Regions from separate parts of the Mus musculus genome. Here region 1 is linked to region 2. A link is a contact called in public promoter capture Hi-C data. All regions are on one chromosome and are shown on one strand. The core of a region is the stretch at or near the end of the contact, and the rest is flanking DNA. Distances in the headings are between cores, read along the strand shown. Region 1 holds the start of Serpinb9 (serine (or cysteine) peptidase inhibitor, clade B, member 9). Region 2 holds the start of Serpinb1a (serine (or cysteine) peptidase inhibitor, clade B, member 1a).

What was found. Capture Hi-C pulls out chosen DNA fragments and counts their contacts.
Region 1: a promoter capture Hi-C map of adipose tissue shows a contact between it and region 2. The contact joins the promoter of Serpinb9 here to the promoter of Serpinb1a in region 2. A contact is called at or near these places in 15 of 39 promoter capture datasets (the 3T3-L1 cell line, 3T3-L1-derived adipocytes, the C10 cell line and 10 more), 1 of 15 datasets of contacts at CTCF or cohesin (CD8 T cells), 2 of 484 Hi-C or Micro-C datasets (the C2C12 cell line and group 2 innate lymphoid cells), 3 of 115 datasets of contacts at active chromatin or transcription factors (effector CD8 T cells, memory CD8 T cells and pancreatic cancer cells) and 4 of 9 other capture datasets (adipose tissue, liver, macrophages and 1 more).

The regions. Positions count from the first base shown.
Region 1 is chr13:33,002,442-33,008,097 of GRCm38.p6, reverse strand. It overlaps Serpinb9 (serine (or cysteine) peptidase inhibitor, clade B, member 9), which reads right to left and starts at 3,557. Exons shown (of 7, transcript NM_009256.3): 1 at 3,403-3,557; 2 at 1,388-1,565; 3 at 1-92. The coding sequence starts at 1,555. It overlaps Gm36181 (a long non-coding RNA gene), which reads left to right and starts at 2,291. Exons shown (of 3, transcript XR_382177.2): 1 at 2,291-2,503; 2 at 5,147-5,243.
Region 2 is chr13:32,846,836-32,852,921 of GRCm38.p6, reverse strand. It overlaps Serpinb1a (serine (or cysteine) peptidase inhibitor, clade B, member 1a), which reads left to right and starts at 1,737. Exons shown (of 7, transcript NM_025429.2): 1 at 1,737-1,780; 2 at 2,508-2,683; 3 at 4,166-4,303; 4 at 5,415-5,532. The coding sequence starts at 2,516.

The sequences.
Region 1 (5,656 bases), core at 2,308-4,807, 150 kb before region 2:
CTAAGAGAGTACTTTCTGTCTGGCTTGTTCAGCTTCCTGAGAAGCAACTGGAAACCCTGATGGATGCCTTCCTCTTTATTCAAACCAAGTGCCTGGGAAGGAAAAGATGAAACATTCTGAGTTCAGTAATAAAACAATTTGTTTCCAAAGGAATTGTCAAGGTGATGAGATGACTCAGAAAGTAAAGTACATGAGCATCTGAGTTGGAGTCTCAATAAGCATAGAAGATGGGCCCAGTGGTGCATGGGGGTCATCCCAGCACTGGGAGGAGCCTGATGAGAGAGAGTAAGACAACCAGAACTGACTCCTCCCACCCCCAACAAGAGGTATATACAAGGGCATGTACACACACACACACACACACACACACACACACACACACACGCTATACATGAGCATACATGTTATATACATACATAAGATCTGTATATGAGTTGATTAGTGAACCTGAACCTAGAAAAGACCATGAGGACCAATTAGGGAGAAGCCTCTCTACACATGCATGGCCTCGTGGACTATGTTTGGAGATGACGAGACCGAGCACTTACACCCGAAAGGATCTTCATGAGAAAGAAAGTCCTGGCAGACCACAGAGCAACAGTGATGACTTCCCACTGTGAAGCTGAATGCTGACAATTTGTTTCTGTTTTTGTTTGTTTGTTTGCTTGCTTGCTTTTTTTCTCAGACAAATGGCTCCTGCCTGTTCAGGAACGCTGTGAGGTCAGGAACCCATTCCTAATTTGGAATGCTCTCAGGATGCTTGTCAAAAAGTAATGAACCCAATGTCCAGTTAGGACATGGACTAGCTCCACACATTTGCCCCCTTCAGTATTTTAGCTGAAGCAAGGCATATTAGACAAAATAAAGAGAAGGAATTATCTTTCCTTGCAAACAATTAATTACAAAGACTGTTGCTCTAAAAAATAAAATAGATCCCAGCAAACTCTCTTTCAAATAATTTAAACATCTTTTTATTTTCTCAAATTGCAGTACTTGAGACTGTACCTAAGTTATAACCCTAAGACCTTCCCTCCATCTTTTTTTTTTAACGTCTTAATTTTTCTAGAACTAATTTGCCCAGGGTAGTCTCAGACTTGGTATCTTCATATCTCAGTCTCCTTAGTAGCTGTAATTAAAGGCCTGTAACACCAAGTATAGTATAAAATTATTCATGCACCACTGTTAATTAGATTCTAGACAATGTACTGAGAGTCACCCCAAGTTATGACTCAGGAAATCTCATTGCCCTTAAAGAAGTCTTATTGGAGGAGACTCTGTCCTTCCTCTTTAGCCCCTGCCCCATGAAACAGTGTGTGCACATTCCTTCTGTCCCTTCTCAGCAGTTCTTATGCATGTGACTCGGGTGTGACTATGACAGAGAACATACCTGAGATATCTGGACTGCCGTCTGTCCCTTTGCACCCAAGAGAACCATAGCTAGAGCAGAGGAGATGCTCGCAGGAGAATAACATACATTTTTGGAAGGGTTGCTTTGACATAGCATCTTCAAAAGATGGATGGCAAAGGTGCCATTTCCTTCAGACAGAGTATTCATGATGCAGAGTCTGGAGGGAAAGGAGATATAAAAATCAACGTAGAGCTGAAGGTTCATTGTTCTCAGGCAGGGAAATCTGGGACTCTGTTTCTGGTTGTCATTTCAAAGGTCATAGGTACCTTAAATTAGATTTCAAAAATTCATTCTAGATTACAGTCCTTCCAATTTTAAGGTTATTAGCTAAGTGTGGTCATTGCAGCAAACCAAACTAGCTTCTTCTCATCTGCACAGGGAGAACGCAAGATCATCAGGAGCACAAACACAAAACACAGCAGAGAGAGGTGGTATTCAGCCTTCTCCCATACAGACCAACGCCTCTCTTCTGAAGACAATAGAGTTTGAAGAAGGAAGAAGAGGAAACGAAGAAGAAAACAACCAGGAACATTGGGTCCTCTTGCCTGACTCAGCAACTCTGTATCCTGGACGCTGCCTGTGAAGACTCCTGTGTTACCCATGAAGAATTAGACAGTATCCTCCCCACTTTCGAGATGCTACAGAAAAGACACTGAGATGCTAAATGAGACCCAAAGACAAGCTAGCATTATTACTGTGTTGTGTATTGGGGAGCATTCCCCTGCAGTAGCTGCTCAGAGGACCTTGCATCAGCTGCAGGCACCCTGGCTGCTTTTCTACTGATTATGACTCATCTTCCAGATGGATGGACAGCTTGGCCCAGACTAAGTGACTGCTCCTGACACTTTAACCCAGTTCTGAGTCCCTGTGCATCCCATGGCTGTGCTCTCACTGTTCCAGGGTTCACCTTTGAACCCTCACATATGTTCAGAGTGCTTCCTACTGAGTTAACATGCAGATCACATAGCCTAGGGAGCATCAGAACACTCAAACCACACTTCTTCCCATTCCTCAGACAGAGGGACACAGCAACCTGAGAGTGTACTCGGATCCTCTGGCTCCTCCCCTTATGACTTCCAGGGCTCTGGAGGAAAGGTGGGGCTGCTTTATTTCAAAGACTTACTCTCTGGCTAGTCCTCTCATCTAACCCAGCTTGCCCCCTTCTCCTGCATTCCTGCCCTTATGTCACTTTAAAGTTGCTTCTGAGTCCTTGAAGTGCAGTTTATTTCACCTAGAACATTCCCTACCCCATCCCTGTCACTGAGTTCAAACTACTCCCCTTTCCCAACTTCATTGGAACAGGACAGCCTCAGGGCCTCTGCTCTCCTTCCCTAGTGCAGCTTCCCCACCCCAGGTCTGCTCTTAAGTGTCACCTTTCTCTTAAGTGTCACCTTTCTCTTACTGATTGCTGTCCTTTCTACTCCATATTCTGGAGCTCTCTGAAGGTAAGGGGGATGTCTGGCACTCTAATAGTAAGCATACTCAAATAAAGGGGTATTTGATTTCTCAGATAAAGTTATCAAAGATATGATCACTGTCAGCATGGAGTGAATTATTTTATAAATGAGAATGAGCAGTGCTCAAATTTGTACCAGAGACCCCAGATGTTTAAAGGGTCCGGAAGTAAGAGAGGGATTACTTTGCAAGATCCACAGGGAGAAGACAGAGGCTTTCAAATTGCCTAGGTGGTAAGGACTGATAGAAAGCATAAAAAGATACCAGTGGAGAGGCCGCCAATATCCTGCAGTCCCCAGGCCTGGCTCAGGAGGAGCCAACACAGCTTAGAAACCAGCCCTAAGATCTGCATCTCTGCCATTGGCCAGCTGGAGATCCTAAAGGAGTCACCATTTAAAAAGCTCATCAGACATTACCTCCCAGCTGTCTCTTTCCCTAACTAAGCAGTCTTGTTTTCCCTCCTGGACTCAGCCTATGCCTTGTAAACATGACCTCTGCGGGTCCCACAGCGCCACCCCGAGCCAGATGCCCGCACCTACCACAGTTGCGGCTTCTCAATCCAGCGTTTGCAGCCTTGATGCTCCCAGTAGGCTTTCAGAGCTGCCTGTACAAGGCAGGGACTTCTGGTTTTGTGCTCCTGCTCAGGGGCGGGGAGACAGGCTGCTTCTGGCTCTGGCGACCACAGCAGGAAGAGGATGAGTGGGGGTTGGGAAAAAACTGGGTCCTTAGAGAAAGTGAAAGTAGCAGGAGTTTTCGCTGTGCACCAAGGGAGAATGTCAGGGATTTTAATAAAACTCTGGGCCTGCGGGGTGGCAAGTGGTAGATGTGAAGGGTGCCCCGTGTCTAAATCCATTTCCACACACCCAGCCTCCTCTCCTGGCAAACACTAACCCATTTTCTGGCTTTTTTAACCAGTCATGAGCACTTTGTTTAAACAGAGTATGCAATCATGTGTGTGGTCTTTTGCTAAACAGATGTTTCTGAGGCTCAGCCTTAAGTGTTCAAGGTGGCAGTGACCGGGGCACAGGCGACAGGCTTGCCACACGATGTGAGCTGTGGGCATTGGAATATGTTTAAAAAAAAAAAAAAAAAAAAAAAACTCAACTCAAGTGAAACCACCATTCTTGACTTTGCCAGAGAAAGAAATTTCTGAAAGAGATCGTATGAGATGGAGTTGGATTTATTGAGAAGCAAACACAAATATATTTTTAAAAAGTAATACAGAAAGGGAAGAAAAGTAGGAAAAGAGAGAATGAGACACACCTAAGCATGCAGGGCTCTCAAGACGAGCATGGCTGCAGTGACTCAGCAGTAGCCTCATGTGTGGCTTTGGTGGCTCTCAGATGCTACATCTTACAAAGTTGCTGAGAAAACCTCATTCTCCTTTGTAGTTAATAGAGATTCAGTATTTCTTTGTTCAGTTATTTAAGGACAAGCTTTTAAAATGACAAAGAATGAAACTATACGAGGCCAAACGCATAAGTAGAACTTCAACATAGGAAGCCTTGGTGGGAAACAGGAAAGAACATTAGGAAGACTTCTCAGACACAGGAGAGGCTCACCCTGTCTATAGGATGAGTCACCCATTTTGCTAACCTTGAGAGTCCATTCAATTTTAAACCCTGTGGTATACTCAATCTAGAAAGCTTTCTTTCCCACGTGTTCTCCTTGTGGCTCATGGCTTTTCTCCAATCTCTTCTTCCCTGAAGCTTGCTGTGTTGCTTTTTGGCTTCTCCAAGGTGCTCATCCTCTCAGCTCCATTTTCCACAAGAATCTCCTCACACCACTCTCCTCTAACCCCTGACCCAGCAGGAAGTGACAGCAGCTGCAGGACCTTTAGCTCCTGGCTTTCTTGATCATCTTGCTTGAGGCAAGGTTTGGCTTCCTTACCTGCAACATCTGCTTCCTCACCCTCTGTCCTCCACCAGCAGGAGGAGATCCAACCTCCTGTCCCTTTAGGTTACCGTATTTTCTCTCCTTTGATCAACAGCCAGTCTGACCACCTCCTGTCTTAACTTTTGTTCTTGGGGTCACTTTCCCCCTGATCCCACGTCACTGAAGCAGCTGGCCCACTGCTATCTTCCTCTTTGTCCTTGTATCTTTTTTTTTTTTTAATTAGGTATTTTCCTCATTTACGCAGTATCTCCTTTCTGTTCTGCTTCTCCTTCCTCACCCCAGCTCCATCTCATTCAACAATGAACCAACTTATTTTTTTATTCTTGGCTAGAATGTTCTAGCCTTTTATCTACTCACTCACCCCCCAATTTGGTTTTCTGGATGTAGTCTATTACTACATGGACCTGCCCTTGAAAACAGCACCCACTCTACAGAGCACAGGTCCCACAGCAATACGCTTCTCCATGGACTTCGTCTCCCTTAAGTAAGTTATTGTGATCATTCTCAGTGCACTTCCTGCTTGATGGCATGGACTCTCATTCTTCTCTCACTTGGAGAATTTTATGGAGTCAAAATTTTCCATATTTTTGCTGCTTGGGGCTTCTATCCCAGAGAGCTACAACAGCAACCCCCTATGCCTAAGTTCCCTTCCTTGTGTTTCCTAAATAAATATGACTTTATGGGTACCTTGCATAGGAATTATAGTCAGGCACGATAAAGCATGGGTTAGAAGGCTGCCAAGGCATCTCTTGGACTATAAATAGGTTTTCTTCTAAGAGTCCTAGGAATTTGCATGCTCACATCTGGAAAAGGAGAATGACTCTGTATGCTTAGGCTGTAAGCATGATTGCTGTTTTACTCTTCTTCATTGAAATATCCATGCAGAGAATGAGTATT
Region 2 (6,086 bases), core at 488-2,987:
TGGGGTTGTAACACTGCGAAGTTCCCACCAGGAAGATGTTTCGAGGAATTAAAGAGGGGTTCTTTTCCAAGATTCCTGATCAGCAGAGCATTATTACAGACTTCAGCAGCCTGGGAAAGCCACAAGCACTGGACTCAGCCCATGAGGGCTGCTGCGTCATCGACATCTGGTGGTTATGGGGTTGAAGTCCACCAGAGCCTTGGACATCCATGACCCTGCCCTGTCTGACTGTAGAAACAGGGAGGTGTAATGGTGGTATTCAAGCCTCAAGTTGTCCCAGTGCTTGTAATGCTGGACTTTGAAAGTCTGTAGGACCTACCACTTTTTCCTTGTCACTGATTTTTTTAAAAAGGAAATTCTGTTCTAAGCTGGTCCCATTTTATTTCAGAAGAAACTAACTTATTTGACTCCACGGGCTCACTGGGGATATTTTGAATTTCATTTCTGATTCTGGTAATACTAGAATAACGTTGAGCTACATGGATGAATATATTTTGTATGTGAAAAGGACTATGTCCATTTATGTTGTTATAGTAAAACATTTGTGGCTTGATAATTATGAATTCTCCATGTTCAAGACTCAGCATCTGAACTAGCCTTCATCTAGACAAGGTCCCAGAAAGTGTAAGGCATCAAGGTATCATAGGGGGGAAAAAAGGAGCGCAGATCTATCTCTTCTGATCTTCTCATCTCTCCTTCTCTTATTAAAGCTTGGAGTCATAGTCCTTAAGAGCTGGGGCGTGCTCGCCACCTAGTGGTCATGAAGATGATATTCTGGAATTCAGTCAGGCGTCCCCACCCTGAGAACCCTGTGTAATCTTAATCACTTCTCAAAGTCCTCACCTCCCAAACACCACACACGAAGTTTCTATCTTCTGATACCTCACAATAGGCATTATATCCAACACGGGAGTGCTCAAGAGACGTGCTGACCCACCTCCCCATCTTCCTTTCTCCTCTTTTAGTTCCCGAGTCTAACAAACACTAATCCATGTGTTGTGACCCTCACCTACAGTAGGATTCTTCCTTTGTCCTCTGAAGAAAGACAAGAAGCACTAAAAGTTCTGTGAATTTACAGTTCCAAACACTTCAAGGAGAATAAAGCTGAGCCCATCAAGTTAACAATGGCCTGGGCTAGTCAATTCTAATTTAAGTTGCATAGTGAGGGGATTTGTCCAAACTTTTAGTCTAATAGTGGGGAATTGTGGGTTGAGGGCTTCTCCAGCCTGGTGTGGTCCCTGAGCTAGCCTTGGCACCTGAAAGGCAGAGAAGACAAGGATCACCTATTGCTTGTAACTGGCAATCTGGGACCTTATCCAAAGGACCCCAAAGATATTTCTCCATCCCTACCTACATACCGCACAGAAAGGATTCCTTTTGATTTTACAGCGTTTCAGTGGAATTCAAGAAGGTATCTTTTGACCTGGAAGAAAGGACATTTATTTATTCTCTTGGCCATTTGCAGCTGAGGAAGAAATAACTTACCAGATCTCTGCTTAAAGAAATAATAATAATAATAATAATAATAATAATAATAATAATAATAATAAAAAGGCCTGCAACTGAGGAAAGTAAAGTCCCCTTGAGAGTGGCCACAATCTTCTGCTTTTATTTTGACAGCCCTCCAAGGTCGGGTTTTAAACACTCAGCCAAGAAAAGGCGCCTCCACCCAGCTTGGGCTTGCCAGGAAGACACGCCCCTTCTGCATGCTATAAAGGCAACAGCTGGCTCTGAGCACTTCATCCTAGCTGTAAGTGGAGCCAGACCTGCTAAGCAAGAGGTAAGATTCTCAGGGGTCATAGCAAGGAGGGAGGAAGCTGGCACCTCTTCCAGGAACCAGCACGTTCCTGGTACCTCACCCTCACCCAAGATGTAACCAGAAAATGCTCTGTGGATCCCCAACTGCACCCTACTCCAGGCCGCGGGCCCGAGGGAGGAAGGTGATCCTAGTTTTTCTTTCCCTCGGCTTTCTTTTTGAACCTTGATCTGGGAGACAGTGCCCTGAGCTTCATACGGTCAATCCTGGCTGCAGGGAGGCTGGGAGGGAAGGAAGCTGGTGAGATCCTAGATCCTCAACAATGAGAACTCCATGTGGCCCGGGTAGCTAAACAGCCAGGGACACACATTTGTGATTAGCCTGTACTTGGACAAACTGGAGCTCTGAGTTTGGGACCCAGCTGGATTAGCAGATGAGCCTCAAGCAGGGCTTGCTTACCCACTGCAGGAATCAGCTTGTTTGCAAAAGGGACACAGAGGAGTGTTCCTCTTCCCTGTCACCCACATCTTACTTATTTGAGTGGCATTCTCAAATTCGCATATTTCACTCCAGCTGAGACTTCAGCCTTGATCTCAGGCATGGAGAACTGAAGTAGTATGCTTGCCCTCTTAGGAAAAACAGGATGAGGTAGGAATTCCAAACTGTAGGGTCCTAGGGGTGGATGTCAGAGCTGAGGTAGGTAGTGTTGCTGGTGTTGTAGCTGGCAGTGCTGATCTCCCCTCTTTTGCAGACTTCACCATGGAGCAGCTGAGTTCAGCCAACACCCTCTTCGCCTTGGAGCTGTTCCAAACCCTGAATGAAAGCAGCCCCACAGGAAACATCTTCTTCTCTCCCTTCAGCATTTCTTCTGCCTTGGCCATGGTCATTCTGGGGGCCAAAGGCAGCACTGCAGCTCAGCTTTCTAAGGTTAGCAAAAGCCAAACTGGCCAGCTCTCCCTGCCATCTCCATGCTTGTTAGATGGTACAGTCAGACTTTCAGAGAGCCACACCCCCAAAACAGTCAGTTCTTCATTCACTACCAACTTTAAGTGAGATTAGGGCAGAGTCTCTGTTCAGTTGGGGACACAAAGTGAAGAAAGACAATGACACTACCTGTGGGTTTGGTTCTCCCATTCACAAGAGTGAATCACAGGCTTTCAGGTAAGCTAGCCCTGCACCTCCCCAGAGCTAGCTGTTTCCTGTTTTCCTTTTGCACTGATAACCACTACTCATAAATCATGCCAGTAATAGGGTCACCTTCAGGCATGACAAATATAAGAACATGCTACAGGAAGAGAGCTTGGTGGTGGTGGTTTTTTTATGGGGACAAAAGGTAAAGACAGCCACCTGTCTATGTTCCCAGGGTTAGCCCTGTGCCTCTCTCCAGCCTGATTTCACTGGCTGTGGCTCTGCAGGAGGAGGGATTGTAAAGTCCCTGTGGCCTGTTGGACAGGTCCTACCTCCTCTCAGTCCACCCCTGGGAGACAGCAGGTCACCTTTGCATCTCTCCCCACAGCTGCCTAGTCTTCCTTAATGGGTATGAAGGGCACTTCTGCTCTTGGTGTTCCTTAATTCTGAGAGGGGAATTCTGCCACCTTTGGAAATCATGACAGGAGTGGGTAAAGTGTTTCCTAACTGCACCTGCTGCTAGGTGCTTCTCGCAGGTTATGTCTGCTTCAGCATTAAGGCTTTTTACAGCTGACAGCATCAGGAAACAGTATACTGTCTCAAGGCCTTTCCCTCCCCATTTCAGTCTCGTAGGTGTGTCCATGTAGCAATCTAGTAAGCGGAGCTCAGAGAGTAGCATGGACTCTGGACCCTGTGTGCTTTTGTCCTTTGTGTCCTAGAAGCAAGTAATGAGGCCAGACCTCACACAACCATAAAAGGCCTGTTGATTTACAACTAGCAGAAGAGGAAGTAAACTCTCACCAGAATAAACTTAAGGAAGTTATTTCTCTAGAGAATGAGTTGTGGACCGTAATAAGATAAGCATTGAGAAAGAAGGTCTCAGTCACTCCCACGTTTTGGGTCTCACAACAGGAATGTGTCTTATTGACACTGTTTAGTTATTTCTGAGATTTAAAAAAAATTTTTTAACAAACTTGTATATGGCACAGTATATAAACTTGAATATACCATTTGAATCTTTATGGAAAAAATTTTGACATAAATATTTAACTTGTTAACCATTCACATTCGGGGAACATTTGAAAATTATTCAGAAGCTATGTTTAATGATGTCTCACAGAGCCATACATTTTTGGTTCCATTTTATTTCCTTTGCCAATGATATGTTAATAAAATATTGGGCTGGAGTTACTGGGTATCAAATAAAAGTAATTTGGTGGATGTAGACAACAGGGAATCACTTCATAGATGATTGTATGAAGAATGATGTCTTTCCTTTAGACTTTTCATTTTGACTCTGTTGAGGACATCCATTCACGCTTCCAAAGCCTGAATGCTGAAGTGAGCAAACGTGGAGCATCTCACACTCTGAAACTTGCTAACAGACTGTATGGAGAGAAAACCTACAACTTCCTTCCTGTAAGTACCTAGCACTTCACATTCTGAAACTTCCTGAAGTAACACAGACCTTTCCAGGCACAGACATGTTGCAGGTATTCATAAAAACAGCAAAGAATGCATGTGGGACTTTCATCTCATAGTCTTTCTAAGGAAAGGATCCATCCTGGATGACTTGAGAAAGCAAGGACTGAAGGGATGCCTCTGTGGAGAAGAGCGCTTCCTGTGCAAGTATGAGAAGCTAAGTTTGGATCCCAGAACCCAGAAAAATGCCTGGCATGGCTCTATAGTCTCCTGTGACCCCAGCCCTGTGGGAAAAAGAGCTATGAGGACCCCTTGGGTTTGTGGACCACGAGCCTAGGCAGGTTCAGTGGGAGACCTTGTTTTAAGGGAATAAAAGTATGACACCTGTCATTTTCTCTGGCCTCCATGATTGCACAGGTATGCACACCCATATACACATTTGTACATACATAAACCCCACTTGCATACACACACATACACATACAAAGGAAAAATGAGTCTGAAAAGCCACTTGAAGTATAATCAACATTTACTCAATTATGAAAACATTAGTGTAAAATTCAAAAAGGATGAGTAGCCTTTGTATTAACACCAGAAATGTTATATAAAGGGATATACTTGCCACTACAGCATTGTAAGCTTCAAAGATGACTCAGACACAGCACATGGGAGCCAGAGGTAGGAAGAGCTCTGTGAGTTCAAGGCAAGCCTGGTCTACAAATTGATTTCCAGGACATCCAGGGCTGGTACAAAGAGACATCCTATCTCAAGAGATGTGGGTGGAGGGTTTAAGGAAGGAAGGATGAGAGGGAAGGAAGGAAGGAAGGAAGGGAGGGAGGGAGGGAGGGAGGGAGGGAGGGAGGGAGGGAGGGAGGGAGGGAAAAAGGGAGAAGGGAAAGAAGGGAAGAAGGAAGGAAAATGGAAATGTTTAGGACAGTACATTTACTGTTGTGTGGTTTTCAACATAACAAAAAAGTCCAAAGCTTAGGTTTTAATAAAACATTTTCAATTTTTAGGACTTTGTTATTTTCTTGTGGGGATTTTAGAAAATTTCTGTAGGGAATAGATATAATTCATGGCACTTTTTTTTTTTTTTTAAAAAAAACAGGAATACTTGGCTTCAACCCAGAAAATGTATGGTGCTGACTTGGCCCCTGTGGATTTTCTGCATGCCTCTGAGGATGCAAGGAAGGAGATAAACCAGTGGGTCAAAGGTCAAACAGAAGGTGAGAGGCTGAGCAGTGCTGGCTCTGTTACTCAGTTCCCCTTCTGGAGCTCACCCTGACACAATCAGCTTGTGGACTAAAGGCTGATTTTGACTCCCAGAGTTGGAGGTTTTAGTTTATAAATGATTGGACTTGATGCTGTGGTCCCATGGCAACACTGCACCTCTTGTTAAGACAGTGCAGCAGAGGAGGCCTGTTTACCTCATTGGTGAATAAAGAGAAGGAAGGAGAGACCAGTGTCTCACAACCATTTTCAATAGCAGCAAGCCTTCTCCAAGGTAACGTTGAGGATAAAGACCTACAATCCCAGCACTTTGGAAGCTGAGGCAGGAGGATTGCCTTGAGCACACATGGCAAGAGCCCTGTCTCAAAATACAAATAAATTAAAATACATTCCCAATGATGTATAGGTGGGTAGACCCCACCACCACCACCTAGGACCTACATTTTAAAGGTTCCTCTGTCTTCCAATGCAGGATGGACCAGAGTCCAAACCTTCAAGTCAGGGTCCTTTGGGGACCCCTCTGAACCACAGCAGAGCCATTATGCACAAG